Regions from separate parts of the Sus scrofa genome. Here region 2 is linked to region 1. The links are chromatin contacts, called in public promoter capture Hi-C maps. All regions are on one chromosome and are shown on one strand. Each heading gives the region's core, a stretch centred on a gene start, on an enhancer-like site or on the middle of the called end of the contact. The rest is flanking DNA. Distances are from core to core; before and after follow the strand shown. Region 1 holds the start of C1H6orf203. Region 2 holds the start of PDSS2 (decaprenyl diphosphate synthase subunit 2).

Region 1 (7,874 bases), core at 3,669-6,168:
GGATCCTTTTCCCTGAGTGAGGCCAGGGATCGAACGTGCATCCTCATGGATACTAGTCAGGTTCTTAACCTGGTAAGCCACAATGGGAACTCCTAGTAATGCTGCTTTAAAATAACCAAAATGATGAGTGATTCTGTAATAAACCACACATGCTTACTTTCTTCCAACATCTAGGCCTGTCTTCAGGATGACATCATACCGAAAAGACTGCACTACTTTGTCCAGGTCTTTGTAGTCTTTCACTACGCTGGGATCGTCCTCCAGCTCCTCCTCCTGCTCACTCATCTCGTTATGATCACTCCCTTCATCAGAGTCCCCTTCATCTTCTACTTTTTGCAGAGCCTTTTCAGCAGACTTTTTAGAGTTTATATTACTTTTGAGTCTTGTTGAAAATGGGAAAATATATTCTGGAGATATTAAAAGCCCTGGGAATCTCAGTGAGAAAATGTTATAGAAAAGAGTTTTATAATTTGATGCATTTAACTTGGTACTAGAAAAACAGATGTATCGGTTCAAGGATGCACAGCGCTTGTGTGAAGGTGTCCCTCGTAGCGCTCCACAGAGTCCGATCCAGGCCTCTGGCTTTCTTAAAACGCTGCTGGGCAATCGGACACTAGTCATAGCCATGGCGTATGTGACCTGAAACAGACCATAACTCAGTTTTATTTCATAAGTGAAGTACCCTGGCATTCTTACCACACAAACCATACACCCTGTGAACACTCTACATCCAGGACTGTACTTATGCTCCCTCCTACAAAAGGCCGCGTTGGTCCGCATGGACCAAGGGCCACACACTACATCAGGTGAGTCTTCTAGGTGTAATTAACATGCTTCACTCACAGGGGGGTCCTGAAGGTCGAACTAGACACTAACATGGGTGAAAACATTGGTTCTTCTCTTCTGCATCACCCAAATTAGCATGGGTACTGACTGCGACTGAAAAACAGTAACAATAGTTCTCATGATTTACTTTAAAAAAAGAAAAATCTCCCAGTGAGAAAGACTGTTTTCCTGACATACGTTACATCTTTACCTTGACTTTGCCAAAGACACCCAATCATGACTTTATAAAACCCAGAGTCAATCTCTAAACTTTATTTCTACCTCTAACTCCACCAAATCACAGTTAGGAATGAGCAAATGGGATAGATCTGCATTTTACCTCTTCTTCCCACTGTTAACAGAGGCCATTAGCTAGCAGAGAAGGAAGGGGCCTGGAGACCCTCAAACTAGACATTTGTTTGCTGAGGCTCAGAGGTGCTGACAGGCCACAGAGCAATCAATTCTTTCACTAGCTCAAAAGTGGCAGAAACCATTTTACTATGATGGTGGCAGACCTCCCCATGTACCTCAGGATGGTTTGAGATGATCTAGTAATGGAAGAAGGGTTGCCACATGGTCAAAAATCCTACTTCACAGACCTACCAGCCGCTCTTCAACCAGATCAGGAGTGGTGCTGCGGTTCCTTCTATTTCTTTCGAAAAAAGCATTATACTACCAAAGGGGAAAAAAAAGTTTCTGTCCTCTGAGCAAGGCCTCGCCCTCATCTAGGCTCCACACATGATCCACCCTCCCCTGCCCACAGTCACCAGGCCCCTTTTCAAACTCACCCTGCACAATGCTCCGTGTCTTCTGTACCATCCCTAGCTCTCAAACTAAGAGCAGGAACTGTGGCCCATTCCTCACCCCACCCCCAATCTGCTGATCACATATAAAAACCAGAGAGTACTTGCAGATTCACCTTCTAGAAATGAGGGCATCCTATCCATTGCCACATCCATGCCCTCGCTCACTTACCTGCTTATGCCAAGTGGCCAGCTAAGCCCGGATATAAAACACATAGTCCTTGTCCTCATGAACTACCATTTAAGTGGAACGTGGGCAATAAACCCAGCCGTCAGAAAACAAAAGTGAAAGCTGAGTTCCAGAGGAGGCTAGACCCTGCCCAGGCTGGAGCCCAGAGCAAGGACGCCTGAGCAGTTCTGATAGCAACAGCGGCCTGAAACTGAGCTTTGGGGAAACACCATATTATAGTAATTTTTTGCTTTCTAATGGCCTGTTTCCATCAGCAAGCTGTTATTTCTTATTTCGAATAAACCAACCTAATCAACATTCTCCTAACCCCACCCCCACCCCAGCTACCTTTATTCTGCTCCTCTTTACAACAAAACTCAAAATGCTGTCTGTATTTTCCTCAATGCCTCTCATTTTCTAAATCCAAAAGGTCATGTTAGTCCTCGTCTTATCTGATTTCTCAGCAGCACAGGAAACGACTCACCACTCCCGCTTCTTCCAGGACAGCTCCCTCTTGGTTTTCCTACCTCACCCGCTGCTGCTTTTCAAGCCTCCTTTGCTGCCTCCTTCTCCTCCCTGACATCTTAATATTGGAGAATCCCAGAGCTTAGCCTCTGGTCCTCCTCTACATTCACTTCATCCAGCTCAGCTCCATCAGTCAGTTCTGCTAATTACGTATCAAGACACCAGATATTTCCATGGCTTTAAATACCACCCTAATCCATATCCCCATTCCAGACCTGCCTCCCAAATCCCAGACCTGTATACCTGAGGACAAGAGATAATACAGCAAGTCTGACAGTGTGATCCTTAGACAGGTCTGCCTGCCAGGCTGGCCCTTGCCTGGTATCTGGGAACTTGGATTTCTGGAGGGTTCTTGCCATTCCCAGAACCAACATGAGTGACTTACTGTACCTAAACTGCCCGCACAATTTGATTTATGCTGAATACCTGCTTTCCTTCTGGGAGTCTGGGATTTTGGAACATTCTAGGTACAAGGTGCCTGTGTGGTTAAATTCCAATCAATATCATAAGCATTGGGTCTCTAATGAGCTTTCCTGACAGACCAACATTTCACTTCTTGTCACAATTCTTGCTGGAAGAATGAAGCATGTCCTTTGTGCTCCACTGGGAGGGGACACTTGGAAGACTGCACCCGGTTCACTCCAGACTTTGTCCCATGCATCTTCTCCCTTACATATTGTGCTTTGCATCTTTTTGCTGTAATCAGTCATGGCCATGACCCACAGCTGAGTTCTGTTGAGTCTTCCTAGTGAAATCAATGAACCAAGGGGCAGTCTTGGAGACACGGATACAATATCCAAGTGGCTATTCAACATCTCCATCTGAGTGCATAACAGGCACCTCAAACTTAATTTGTCCAAAAACAAACTCCTGATACATCCCAACCCAAACCTGCTCTACCTGCAGCCTTCCCCATCTCAGTTAATTGTAACTCTACCTTCCTAGTTCCCGAGGGCAAAAGCTTCCGGTCACTCTTGACTCTTCTCTTTCCACCCAGATCCATTATATTAGGAAATGATGTTAGCTTATCTCCAAAACATGGCCATTATCCCATCACTTGTCACCATTTCCACTGCTACCAGATTCAGGCCCTCATCTATCACCAGCATTACTAAAAGGCCCCCTGCAGTCTATTCTCCATAGAACAGTCAAAGTGAGTCTTTTAATTTATAGTATGCCATTCCTTCCCTCAAAACCCTAAAAAAACACTTGGAAAAGCAAAATCCCTACCTTGGCCTACAGGCCCTGTGCAATCTGGCCCCTCATCACCTCCTGCCTCTCTTGCTCACACAGCTCCTTCCCAATGATCCTCAAAACAACAGGTACACTTCTGGGGATTCTTTGTTCCAACTTCGAGAGAACACTGTTAGCCCAGCTACCTGTGGATAACTCATCTTCACCTCCATAAAGTCTACTCATTCTAACTCCATTTAACAGGCATCTTGCCCTCCCAATTTCCCCTTACTCTGTTCTACTTTCTCTCACCACAGCACTTACTACCTGCTATCATATTATACACTTTATGGGAGTTTTGTTTTTTGATGTCTCTTCTACTAGAATATAACCTGTTTGCCTGTGTCAATCCCAAGTGCCCAGAACAGTGCTGGGCACGTGGTAAATGCTTCATTAAATACTGTGAAATCAAAGTACACCAGAAGAACCAGTGCACTGGGATGAAGAACAAAGATGGGCCTGGGTTGAAGGGCAAGAGGCTACATCTCCAAGGGGCTTCCAGATCAAAGTGTGGACTTGACCCAGAAAGCATGAGAGTTCTAGAAAGATTTTAAGTAGAGAAGTGATCCCATAGGAGTGCCTTTTAAAAGATTTCTTTGGTGGCAGCGTGAACCTAAAAGGGGATGGATGATCGTGGCAGGAAACCTGAACGAGGTTTCGAGATCTTCAAGACAGATATAAAATCTGTGAAATAAACGAAGGCTGTTTAAAAAAAAAAAAAAAAGTAATGAGTGGAGTGCGAAGGCAACGCTGTCCGTGACCTGCGGGACATGTGGAATCTCTCCACGTTCTTAAGCCTAACTACTCTGTGTGGCGAACCTGATCTAACTGCTTTTAGGTCAACTGCAACTAAAAATCCTGTCTTCTCCTAGAGACCTCGGAGAGTGACGAAATGCTGAGACAAGGTCGGGTTCCCCTTGCTCCCTCCCTACACCCCTCGGGCTGCGCACCTTCCCAGGTCCTCAAGGTCAAGGGAAACAGGACACCAGAGTCCTCGAGCTCACGGTCTGTGTCTGCAGCAAGCAGGTGCTGCCGGGCCCGGGGCAGATCGCCTCTGCCCACCGGGTTCCCACGGACCCTGCAGCCCCCGGAGCGGCCCGACCTGGCCAGGATAGGACGCGAGAGACTCACGCGGAGACCTGACACCGCAGGGAGAGGACAGGAGAACGCCACGCCCGTATTTGCCACGTGCGCGCGGTGAAGCAACAGAAGGGGGCGCGGGCCGGGGGCACTGCACGCCCGGCCGGGGCGCAGTTACCTGCACGTCACCGCCGCTCCTCCCACCCGGTCTCCCACCGAGGCCGAGACCGCCGGCCTCCAGGCCCCTCCCTGGCCTCGCCCCGCCCCTTCCGTCGGCGCCGGCGCAGTGAGAGCGGGCTGGGCGGGGCACTCGGGCGCGGCGTCGGCGGCGCAGCGACCTCTGCTGGAAGACGCGGCCGGGCGGACTGGGCCGGGAGGGCAGCCCCGAGGACAGACACGTCTCTGAGCCGAGCCGGAAGCCTGAGCCTGGTGGTTACACATGGTTGAAGAGAGCTTTATTTTTTTAAATTAGTTGACTTATTTTTCATTTAAGATAGTTGATGTATAACATTATATAAGTTACAGGTGTATAATATAGAGATTTGTAATTTTTAAAGGTGGTACTCCTCAGAGTTATTATAAAATATTTGCTATATTCTCCATATTGAACAATATTATCTTTGTAGCTTATTTTTTGTGCCTCTTAATCCCCTACCCTTAGAATGCCCCGCCCCTTCTCTCTCCCCAAAGGTAGCTACTAGTTTTTTGGCTATAGCTGAGCGTCTGTTTCTTTTTCGTTATATTCACTAGTTGTATTTTTTTAGATTCCACATATAAGTGATAACATCGAGTATTTGTCTTTCTCTGTCCAGCTTCCCGACCAACCCCTCCCCCGCCTCACCAACATTTTTTTGTGGTCTTTTTGCTGATAGCCCTTCTGAGAGGTCTGAGGTGATATCTCACTGTGGTTTTGATTTGCATTTCCCTGATGATTAGCGATGATGAGGATCTTTTCTTGTGCCTGTTTGTATCTTTATTTCCTCTTTTAAAAATTTCTATTCAGTTCTGTCTAATTTTTAATCTGGTTAGTGCTTGGTTTTTGTTTTCGTTTTTGTGTTGTCGAGTTTGGTGAGCTGTTTATGTCAGCTGGATATTAACCCCTTAGCAGTCATCATTTGCAATTTTTTTCTCCCATTTGGTAGGTTGTCTTTTCATTTTGTTGATGGTTTCCTTTGCTGTGAAAAAGCTTTTCAGTTTAATTGGATCCTTTTTGTTTATTTTTGCTTTTAATTTCCTTTGTTTCAGAGAAGGATCCAAAAAATTTTTGCTATGATTTATGTTGAAGAGTGTTCTGCCCATGTTTTCTTCTAGGAATTTTATGGTATCTGGTCTTACATTTAGGGCTTTAATCCATTTTGAGTGTATTTTTGTATGTGGTCTTAGAAAATGTTCTAATTTCATTATTTTACATGTAGTTGTCCAATCTTCCCAGCACCACTCAGTGAAGAGACTTTTTCTCCATTGTATATTCTTGCTTCCTTTGTCATAGATTAGTTGACCATTGGTGCATGGGTTTATTTTTGGCACAAGAGCTTATTTTAATGCTGTGGGCCTTGGATTTTTCTGTGATCACCAACCTCTGTGAACATCTTTGAGTTATAGATATTGTCTCCAGAAAAATGCACACACCCACCAGAATTTTCTGACAATAAAAGGGAAGTTCAGAACATATTTTCAAGAACTAAGAGATCACCTTACCAGTCAGTCAGTGGGTGATTAGATAACAAAACAAAACAAACAAAACCCAACTCTGAAAATACTGCCTTTTCATGGTGTGAAAAGATGAGCCAGAAATTAAAGGAAGAGCTTCCAAGGGACAGTCTGTTTCAAGAGGATTCATACATGTTCACATTATTACTTATAGGGATACATGCTCTGTTAAATTATGTGTTTCTTTTTCTTGTTTTCAGAGCATCCGCCTTCCTTTTCCTGTCCTATATACCAGGTCTGCATTGCATCTGCTTTCATTTCGCTGCTTCCCGCAGAGGCTGCTTGATTGCATTTGTGCAATAAGAAAAGGCAGTTACAAATTATATCAAGTGCTGAAGTAATAGAACTTCATGTATTATATCAATTCAGTTTATACTGTTGACATTTTCCACAGGTAATACACAGTTGCATTTAGTAGTTTAAGTTGTTTGTAAAAGACTACAACTATATCATTAAATCCACCAGTAATAGAAGTTAATCAGCATTATTATAAACAGTAAAATTTCTATATGATTACATATGATTATGGTAGGAGATAAAGGAATACAGTGCTGGAGTTCCTGTTCCCTTAGCGGGTTAAGAACCCAACTAGTGGAGTTCCCGTTGTGGCGCAGCCCAGATCTGGTGTTGCTGTGTCTCTGGCATAGGCTGGTGGCTACAGCTCCGATTTGACCCCTAGCCCGGGAACCTCCATATGCCGTGGGAGCGGCCCAAGAAATAGCAAAAAAAGACCAAAAAAAAAAAAAAAAAAGAACCCAACTAGTATCCGTGATGATTCGGGTTTGATCCCTGGCCTTGCTCAGTGGATTAAGGACCTGGCATTGTCACAAGCTGTGGCGTAAGTCACAGATGCGGCTCAGACCTGGCATTTCTGTCATAGCCCTCAGCTGCAGCTCCGATTCCACCCCTAGCCCGGGAACTTCCATATGTCACATGTGTGGCTATAAAAAGAAAAAAAAAAAAACCTACTACAGTGGTATTCAACTATGTACAATCGATTTAGTCACTGGCCTTTAAAATGATAAACATTTTGTAAAATGAATCAAGTTGATTTTTAACTCAAAGTGCTAATTAATATAAAAAATTGCCATGAGATTCAGTAGTGTGTGTATATACATATTTGCGGTTTTTAATTTTTTTCACAGGAACCCATCCCTGCTGTGGTGCCTTGTGGAGATTATAGTTCTCACTGGTTTAGACCACCTAGTATGAGGGCTCCTGACATTTTGCTGAGCATTCGGTTTTCCTGGGTCTCTTCCATGTATACATGTTAAGCTTTGAGTGTCTCCTGCTAATCTGTCTCATGTCCATTTAATTCTTAGACAAGCCAGAAGAACCCAGGGTAGAGGAAAGTTTCTTCTTCCTCAACAATATCATAATTTCTAAAAACATCCATTTCCTCCTATTTTTTTTCAATGTGGTGAAACACGTTTCTAATAAACAAACATCTCTACTTTTTCTGTAATAAGACAAAAGTCAGAGTTTCCATTGTGGTGTGGCAGAAAGGAATCTGACTAGGATTCATGTTT
Region 2 (7,874 bases), core at 2,905-5,404, 350 kb before region 1:
TCTACTTACTCTGAAAATCATTCCTAACAACTACTGAATGAAATTGCACAATGTGTTTCCTTGTATGGGTTCACCCCAGTTTTTTCAACTTTGTGGCCTTCTTGTGGTTCTCTGGTTTGTTTCCAATCTTTTGCAAATGATAGCAAATAATACTGCAATACATACTACTGCAATGAATAACCTTGTGCATAAGTCCTTTTGTACTTTAGGAAGGACTTCTAGAATTGGAATTCTGGGTCAAATGTATATGTAATTACTTAACAGTACATAAATGTAATGTAATTTTGCTAGGGATTATCAAATTCCCTTCCATAGGTCCTGTTTTTACACAGCAATTTATATATATATATTTTTTTTGGGGGGGGGTGTTTTTTTGTCTTTATAGGGCCACACTGAAAGAATATGGAGGTTCCCAGGCTAGGAGGCTAATTGGAGCTATAGCTACTGGCCTACGCCACAGCCACTGCAATACCAGATCCAAGCTTTGTCTGAGGCCTACACCACAGCTCACGGCAACGCCAGATCCTCAACCCACTGAGCAAGGCCAGGGATCGAGCCCACAACCTCATGGTTCCTAGTCAGATTTGTTTCCGCTGTGCCATGACGGGATCTCAACAATTGATGTTCTCATTGGCAAAATGTAGCATCCCTGTTCTCTAGCCTGCCAGCTCAGTAGGTGGTCAAACTTTTGGATTTTTGCTAATCTCATTACTTGCCTCCTTTTATTGTTCTGCCCCAAGGTATACTGCCATGCTTTCATCTACTTTTGGAAGAACTCTCTTAAAATAAACAATAGGTGATTGTGTAAAGGATCAAAGAAGGAGGGTGGCCACGGTGTCCCTATCTATTTCCACTCACCTCATCATGGAAATGCCAAAGTCCAAAGCATACACCATCCTTGTTAAGACCTTGTATTTCCAAAGACCAGTTCAGATTTCTAGCCAAAGAAAAGGACATCAAATATGACCTCACTTTTTTTTTCCCCTAAGGCCAGCAGAAGGCAGAGAAGACAGTAAATGAAGTCCAGTGGCACTTGACCGGCTTCAGGATCCTGAAAAAAGTGAAGCAGGAACTGTGACCATCTTTTGTCAGCTTGCTGACTTCAGAACAACCCCAGTCCCAGGGAGAAGGTGTCCCTGTTTGAGGCTGGAGGTTTCCACAGGTTGGAGAGTGACCACTCTAACCTTCAGGGTTGCCCACACCGAGGACCTCTTCTTTTGCTACTTTCTAGGAGTAAATGTCATGTATGGAAATTTTCTTTCAGCATCTCCCACTTTCCTATATTCTCATGGGTGATTTTGCCACCCACCCCTCATCCCTGACCCAGGGGACTTTTGACTATGTTCTTGGATAAACCTGGCCATCACACTTAGAGAGGGGTACTGCTGACATCTGGTGAGGTGAGTAGAGGCCAGGGATGCTGCAAAACATCTTACCATGCACAGGACAACCTTCACCTCCCCCCTACCTCCCATACCAAAGGGTTATCTGGTCCAAATGGCATTAATGCCAAGGTAAGGAACCCTGCTGTAGTCTTTCTTTGTGCACACATTCCCAGACATCCTCAAAATGACTCTTACCAGTGGCAGAGGAAGGGCAGAACCACAGACACTCCTTGTCTTTGTACCTTCAAAAGTCACTAGCAATTCAAAACTCTCTTTAGCCAGCCTCTAAGGAGTTATGTATTTATCTGAAAGATTAAATAATATACTATTTTAACCTTCTAAAAACCAATTATCACTAGGTATAATGCAACCTTTTAACCATAAGAATAAAGGAAAGGGTTGATTATTTAAAGTAAATGGGACCAAAAGTCCCATGAATAATCAAAAACTTGGTTAATAGAGTATGACCAGAGAATAATGCACTTGGCTTCTGTGGAGAAATTAAAGTACATGCTGTGAATTGGTATTAAGGAAATTACATGAAAAGTTAGTCTTAAAGTACCATGATTCTGAAGAAACAGCCTCAGGAGGACAATATATCACATTGTCTGTCTCCCCTCATTTTTCATGACCTTTTTCACCTTGGATAACCCAGAAGCTCAGGCCTTGGAACTTTTTGGAATTTTAAGTTATCTCACTGTCCATATTTATTTTCATTTGGAACAGACCTGAATTTTATTGCCGGGAGTGTGTTATCTCTTTCACAGGAATTGTTTTTGAACTTCGGCTTGCCTTATTTATTTAGCAGGCATAGACTGTTTAATACTTATGAGCATAATTCACTTCATCTAAAATGTAGTAATGTACCCCTGAAAGGCTATGCTTAGACAGAATTTTTGGAAATAAAATTGGATTCTTAAATCACAAGGAAATTTTTCCATTCAAAGCGAGTCTGAGGCAAAAACTTTTTAGAGAAAAAGCATCTTTTGTGCAAAATGAATACTCTTTAATTTGCCTGTTTTTTTGTTTTTGTTTTTTGTTTTACTTTTTAGCGCCATACTCGTGGCATATGGAGGTTCCCAGGCTAGGGCTCTAATTGGAGCTGTAGCCACAGGGCTATGCCAGAGCCACAGCAATGCCAGATCCAAGCTGCATCTGCAAACTACACCATAGCTTATGGCAGCGCCGGATCCTTAACCCACTGAGCGAGGCCAGGGATCGAACCTGAAAACTTGTGGTTCCTAGTTGGATTCGTTTCTGCTGAGCCATGACGGAAACTCCTAATCTGCCTGTTTTTAAGTTAACTTTTTAAAAATGTAGCCCAAGTCTAGGCCAGTATTACACAAGATGCTAATTTAAAAAAATATAAATCATGAATTTGAAAGTATTTTGGAAGTTAAGGAGGTTTACAAGCTTTGTTTTTAGTATGTAAAACTTGGTAATATACCTTTATTATCAACAAGGGTTTGTTAGCGTGTTTTGGGTGATGAGAAAAGGGGCAGGATGCTAGACATACCTGATAAAAGAATAGGTGGCATTATAGAACCACAATGACAACAATGAAAAGAATGCTCGATAACCTGTTACTTACAGACACAGTAAAGTGTCATGGATTCAGAAACCAAGTTGCCTGGGTTTATTTTCCTGCCTAGTGTGGCCCTAAGCAATTTACAGACTTGGCTGTGCCTCAGTTTCCTCATATGGAACATGGAGAATACGAATATTATTTACTTAATGAGGATTCAATGAGCTAATACATGAGCTATAAGTGGAAAGCACTTGAGTCAGTGATTTCTTGGGATCCTCGATGGGACCCTGAGTTTCCTTCTAGAAGTGCCTCTCCGCACCCCTGTGGGAGGCACCCCTGGTTGTGCCTGAGCTGTAACTCAGTGAAGAGGCCAGACCAGGAATGAGGGCAGACCCTGGGAAAAACAAGTCCAAAAAAAACACGCTTTCTGCCAGGCCACGCCACCTTTCGTAGACTGGAGCTAAGGGCACTGAGAGCTCACCCCACGGTCCCCTCCCGTGCCCTGCCAGGAGCGGTGGCCCTCAGCTCCTAAGCCTCACTGCCAAGACCTGACAGTGGACAGCAACGAGAGGTTTCCCAGAGGAGCTGTCACCTCAGCCGGAGCCCTTCCTTCTAGGGCTGGGGGGCCGCGAAAACACACTTAGTGGACACCGATCCTCGATCATGACACACACATTTACGCGTTCCCACTCTGTGCTGGCCGCTGGAAATCCTCCGAATCAGACTCGGCCCGATTCCAAGGGCTGGGACATTAATTGGCGCCCACCCCCGACAACCCTGCCACTCTCTGTCCCCACACGCCCGGACGAGAAGGTGGGAGGAGCTAAGGCTTTCACCCTACCTCGCCTTCCGGAGCTCCCTTCCAAAACCCCGCCCCTTGGGGGCGTTCGCGGCTGCGCCGTAAAGTAGGGAAAAATTCTTTGCTGCAGAACCGCTCGCCTCCGTCTTTACGGCAAGCCGCATTTCACGCGGCCAATATGGCGTTCCCCATTTAGGTAGCGTCTACCCTAGATGGCCGTGGGCAGTGCTGAGTTGGGAGTGTTTTCTCTCTCTAACCCGGGCTGCAGAAAGCTGCATTTAAAGTTCTGCACCTGGTCACTGCTTCAGAAACCCACTTTTCTCTGAGAGTCAAGAATCGCCGCTTCCTTTTAGTTCCTGCAGGTTACTCATCTGCCCCTGACTTGTTCACTGCTCCACCTCCGGACACTCTCAAGTCCCTGACACCCCCAGACTCAAAACTATGAGTCTTCGGCAGCTGCTCAAGCGATTGCCCTACTTCGGGGCCTCGGGTCCCCCGCGTCGCCCCCTCGACACCATTTCCTCGGTGGTCTCCTGGCGTGGTCAGTCCTCCAGGTCTCCAGCCCACTGGAACCAAGTGGTGTCAGAGGCTGAGAAGATCGTGGGCTATCCCACGTCCTTCATGAGCCTCCGCTGCCTGCTGAGCGACGAGCTCAGCAACATCGCTATGCAGGTGCGGAAGCTGGTGGGAACTCAGCACCCTCTGCTTACCACAGCCAGGTGAGCTACTCCCTCTCGCCCCGACACGCTTGCACCCACTCGAGTCATTTCTCCTGCGTCTCTCAGACTGGTTCCCTGCCTATCTTTTTACCCTTTCCTTTTCTTAGCGCTCCAAAAGATTCGATCTTGTGTCTTCTCTGGTCCACTCACCTTGACGTACTAATTCAAAGACCACGTGCGCTTTTCGCGTTTTTGCTTCTTATCTGTTGAAGGTGAAGATGCCCTAGTGATTTGTGGAGAAATCGAGTAGGGATGTGGGTTTGAGTAACTTCCTAGAAATGGCCTTTTAAGAGTGGGATAGATTTATTTTCGGTTACACATTATTCAAGAGGTCACTGTAGAAAGAATGGGGAGGGGGAGATAGGCCGAAGGAAGGAAGGTAACTGCAGCGTTTGTCTCAGGCGTGAATTGGGAATTTGTCCAGTAGTAGTCCTTTTCCCCTTGGGATTTGTACATTTATTCTCGACTGCTACTGTGAAACCTGCAATTAGAACTTTAAGGACCACAACTTTTGCTTCCATTAAAAAAAAACTCCTTTTTATTTATAATTTTAAACATACTGAATAGTTGCAAGAATAAAAATAGTACAGAGAACACACTTATATACCCTTTAGTCAGATTCACCTATGATGTAAGTATACTATTCTCATGTATATGTAAGCCGAATGTATGTAAATGTACACATACATACATATATTTTTCCTGAATCATTTGAAGGTACATTGGAAATATCATGGTCCTTTACCCTTAAGTACTTCATTGTGTATTTCCTGAGCAGAGATATTCTTTGCATAATTACATTACACTAATCAGCTTATTTTTTAATATTAATACAGTACCTTTATTTCATTTACTATCGGTATTCCACTTTTGTTAATTGTCCCAATAGTGTTTTTTTATAGCATTCTTTCCTCTCTAGTATAGGATACAGCCCAGGATCAGGTATTGCATTTGGTTGTCATAGCTCTTTAGTCCCCTTCAGGTGGGAACATTTCCACAGTTCTTTGCTTTTTTAACTAGAACAGTGGTTCTCAAATGGGGCAATTTTGCCCCCTAGGGAACATTTGGCAGTGTGTGGAGATGTCACAGCTGGGACATGATACTGGCATTTAGTCAGTGTTTAAACACCCTACAGTGCTCAAGACAGCTCCCTGCAACAAAGAATCATGTGCACCAGAATGTCAGTAGTACCAAGGTGGAGAAATCCTGGACAAAAATGATCTTTTTAAAATGTTTTCTTTCTTTCTTTTTAAATACACCTTTATTTTGAAATATGGAGATTCACATGCAGTTGGAAGAAATAATACAGAGAGATCCAGGGTATCTTTTACCCAGTTTCTTCCCACAAGCAGGATATTGACATTGATAAAGTCAAGATGCAGGACATTTCCATCACTGCAAAGATCTCTCATGTTGCCCTTTTAATATCCACCTTCACCTCCCTTGCCCATCCTCTTGCTTTTATTTTTTATGAGACCCCTGCCACTTTTTTGTTACTATGAAAGTTACCAAATAGCCAGTTACCAGTAATGTCATTTTTTGAGTAGGCAAAACTTGTCCTGAAGATGGAATGTTAATTCTACAGAGATTCTAGACGATATACACTCAAAACACACATATTGCATATATTTTAAAGCTTAGTAATGAATGAGTTTACACATAGTTGAAAAGCCTGTTAGCAAACCTATTAATTGACCCATCTCCCTGATTCCCACTGTACTGAACTTTGTGTATATTTTTCCTTTTTGAAATTATATGAGTGTTTCCTTAAATAATAATGTGTTTAATTTTGCTTGTTTTTGAAATTTATATAGTAGTTTATTGCATATGTCTGCTATGACTTGCTTTTTAAAATCATTTTTTCTAAGATTTATCCATGTTGTGCTTAACTGTATTTCATTAGTTTTTCACTGGTGTGTAAAATCCTATTGTGTGACTATACCGCAGTCTTCTTTCCGTCGGCTGTGTGTTGTTGGCAGTTTTTTGTGTTACGAAAGTGCTGCTGTGAATATGCTGCACGTGTCTCCTGGTGTACTTGTCCTGAGAGTAAAGACGTGTACATGCGTGTTCAGCTTTAGGAGATAATACCAAATTGTTTTCCAAAGTGGTTGTAGCAGTTTACATTCTCACTAGCAGTGTCTAAGTTCAGGTTACTCTGTGTTCTCACAACACAAAAGGCAAGAAGTGTCTTAATTTTTGCTAATCAATTAATGGGTTTCTCTGTGTGTGACGGGAATGGTATGGTTAGTGGCAGAGGTTGTAGTAGTATAGTCAGCCCTCCATATCTGCGGATTCCACATCCACAGATTGAACCAACTATGGATTGAAAATTCCTGGGGAAGAATTTTCAGAAAGTTCCCAAAAGCCAAACCTGAATTTGTTCTGCAATAGCAATTACTTATATAGCATTTACATTGTATTTACAACTATTTACATAGAAGTTACATTGTATTAGCTCTTGTAAGTAATGAGGAGATGATTTAAAGTATAGGGCAGGATGTTCCTTCGGTTATATGCAAATACTATGCCATTTTATTATTTTTTATTTTCATCTTTGCTTTTTAGGGCCACACCTGTGGCATGTGGAAGTTCCCAGGCTAGGGGTCAAATAGGAGCTGCAGCTGCTGTCCTACACCACAGCCACAGCAATGCAGGATCCGAACTGTGTCTGCTACCTATACCACAGCTCACGGCAATGCAGGATCCCCAACCCACTGAATGAGGCCAGGGATGGAACCCACATCCTCATGGATACTAGTTGGATTCATTTCCGCTGCGCCACAGTGGGAACTCCCACTCTGCCATTTTAAATGAAGGATTTGAGCATCCTCGGATTTTGGTATCCATGGGGAGTTCCTGGATCCAGCCCATCTCGGGCTGTATGTTGCACTGTGTTTGTACATATTGTCGTCTCTGTAATAAAGTGTTGAAATGAAAAGAGCAGAACTAGAAAGAGCCTTATTAATGTGTATATTCCGAGAATTTCGATTCTTCATACTTAATTGCCAGAGCATCAATTAAGATTTTAGAGAAGATTCCCTCTAAGGCCGCCAGAGGCACACCAGATGAAAGCTTGTAAGACTAACAACTCTGAAACATTCCTGATTGTAGCCTACTCCACCTTCTTAGTCCTGTATTACAGTGAAAGAATTGGAGAGGAACAAAATAAATAAGTTTTAGCAAAGTTGTTGTAACATATGTAGATTATTTTGTAAGAAAAGAAAGAGCTAATCTACATATAGTTTTATTACAATTATTTAAAGTCTGGGAGTTCCCATTGTGGTGCAGTGGTTAACGAATCCGACTAGGAACCATGAGGTTGCAGGTTAGGTTCCTGGCCTTGCTCAGTGGGTTAAGGACCCTGCGTTGCTGTGAGCTGTGGTATAGGTCGCAGACGCGGCTCTGATTCCGTGTTGCTGTGGCTCTGGTGTAGGCTGGCAGCT

The links. Promoter capture Hi-C pulls out the DNA fragments that hold promoters and counts their contacts.
Region 2: a contact with region 1 is called in a promoter capture Hi-C map of liver, with 2.3 times the contacts expected there. The contact joins the promoter of PDSS2 here to the promoter of C1H6orf203 in region 1. A contact is called at or near these places in 1 of 5 promoter capture datasets (liver) and 1 of 2 datasets of contacts at active chromatin or transcription factors (alveolar macrophages).

Annotation. Positions count from the first base shown.
Region 1 is chr1:73,159,374-73,167,247 of Sscrofa11.1, reverse strand. C1H6orf203 reads right to left here and starts at 4,918. Exons shown (of 4, transcript XM_021090591.1): 1 at 4,814-4,918; 2 at 158-639. The coding sequence starts at 627.
Region 2 is chr1:73,506,524-73,514,397 of Sscrofa11.1, reverse strand. It overlaps PDSS2 (decaprenyl diphosphate synthase subunit 2), which reads left to right and starts at 4,154. Exons shown (of 8, transcript NM_001167653.1): 1 at 4,154-4,431. The coding sequence starts at 4,154. It overlaps LOC102159561 (a long non-coding RNA gene), which reads right to left and starts at 3,842. Exons shown (of 4, transcript XR_002343705.1): 1 at 3,755-3,842; 2 at 1,581-1,690; 3 at 859-1,051. It overlaps LOC110260430 (WAS/WASL-interacting protein family member 3-like), which reads left to right. Exons shown (of 3, transcript XR_002343702.1): 3 at 990-2,467.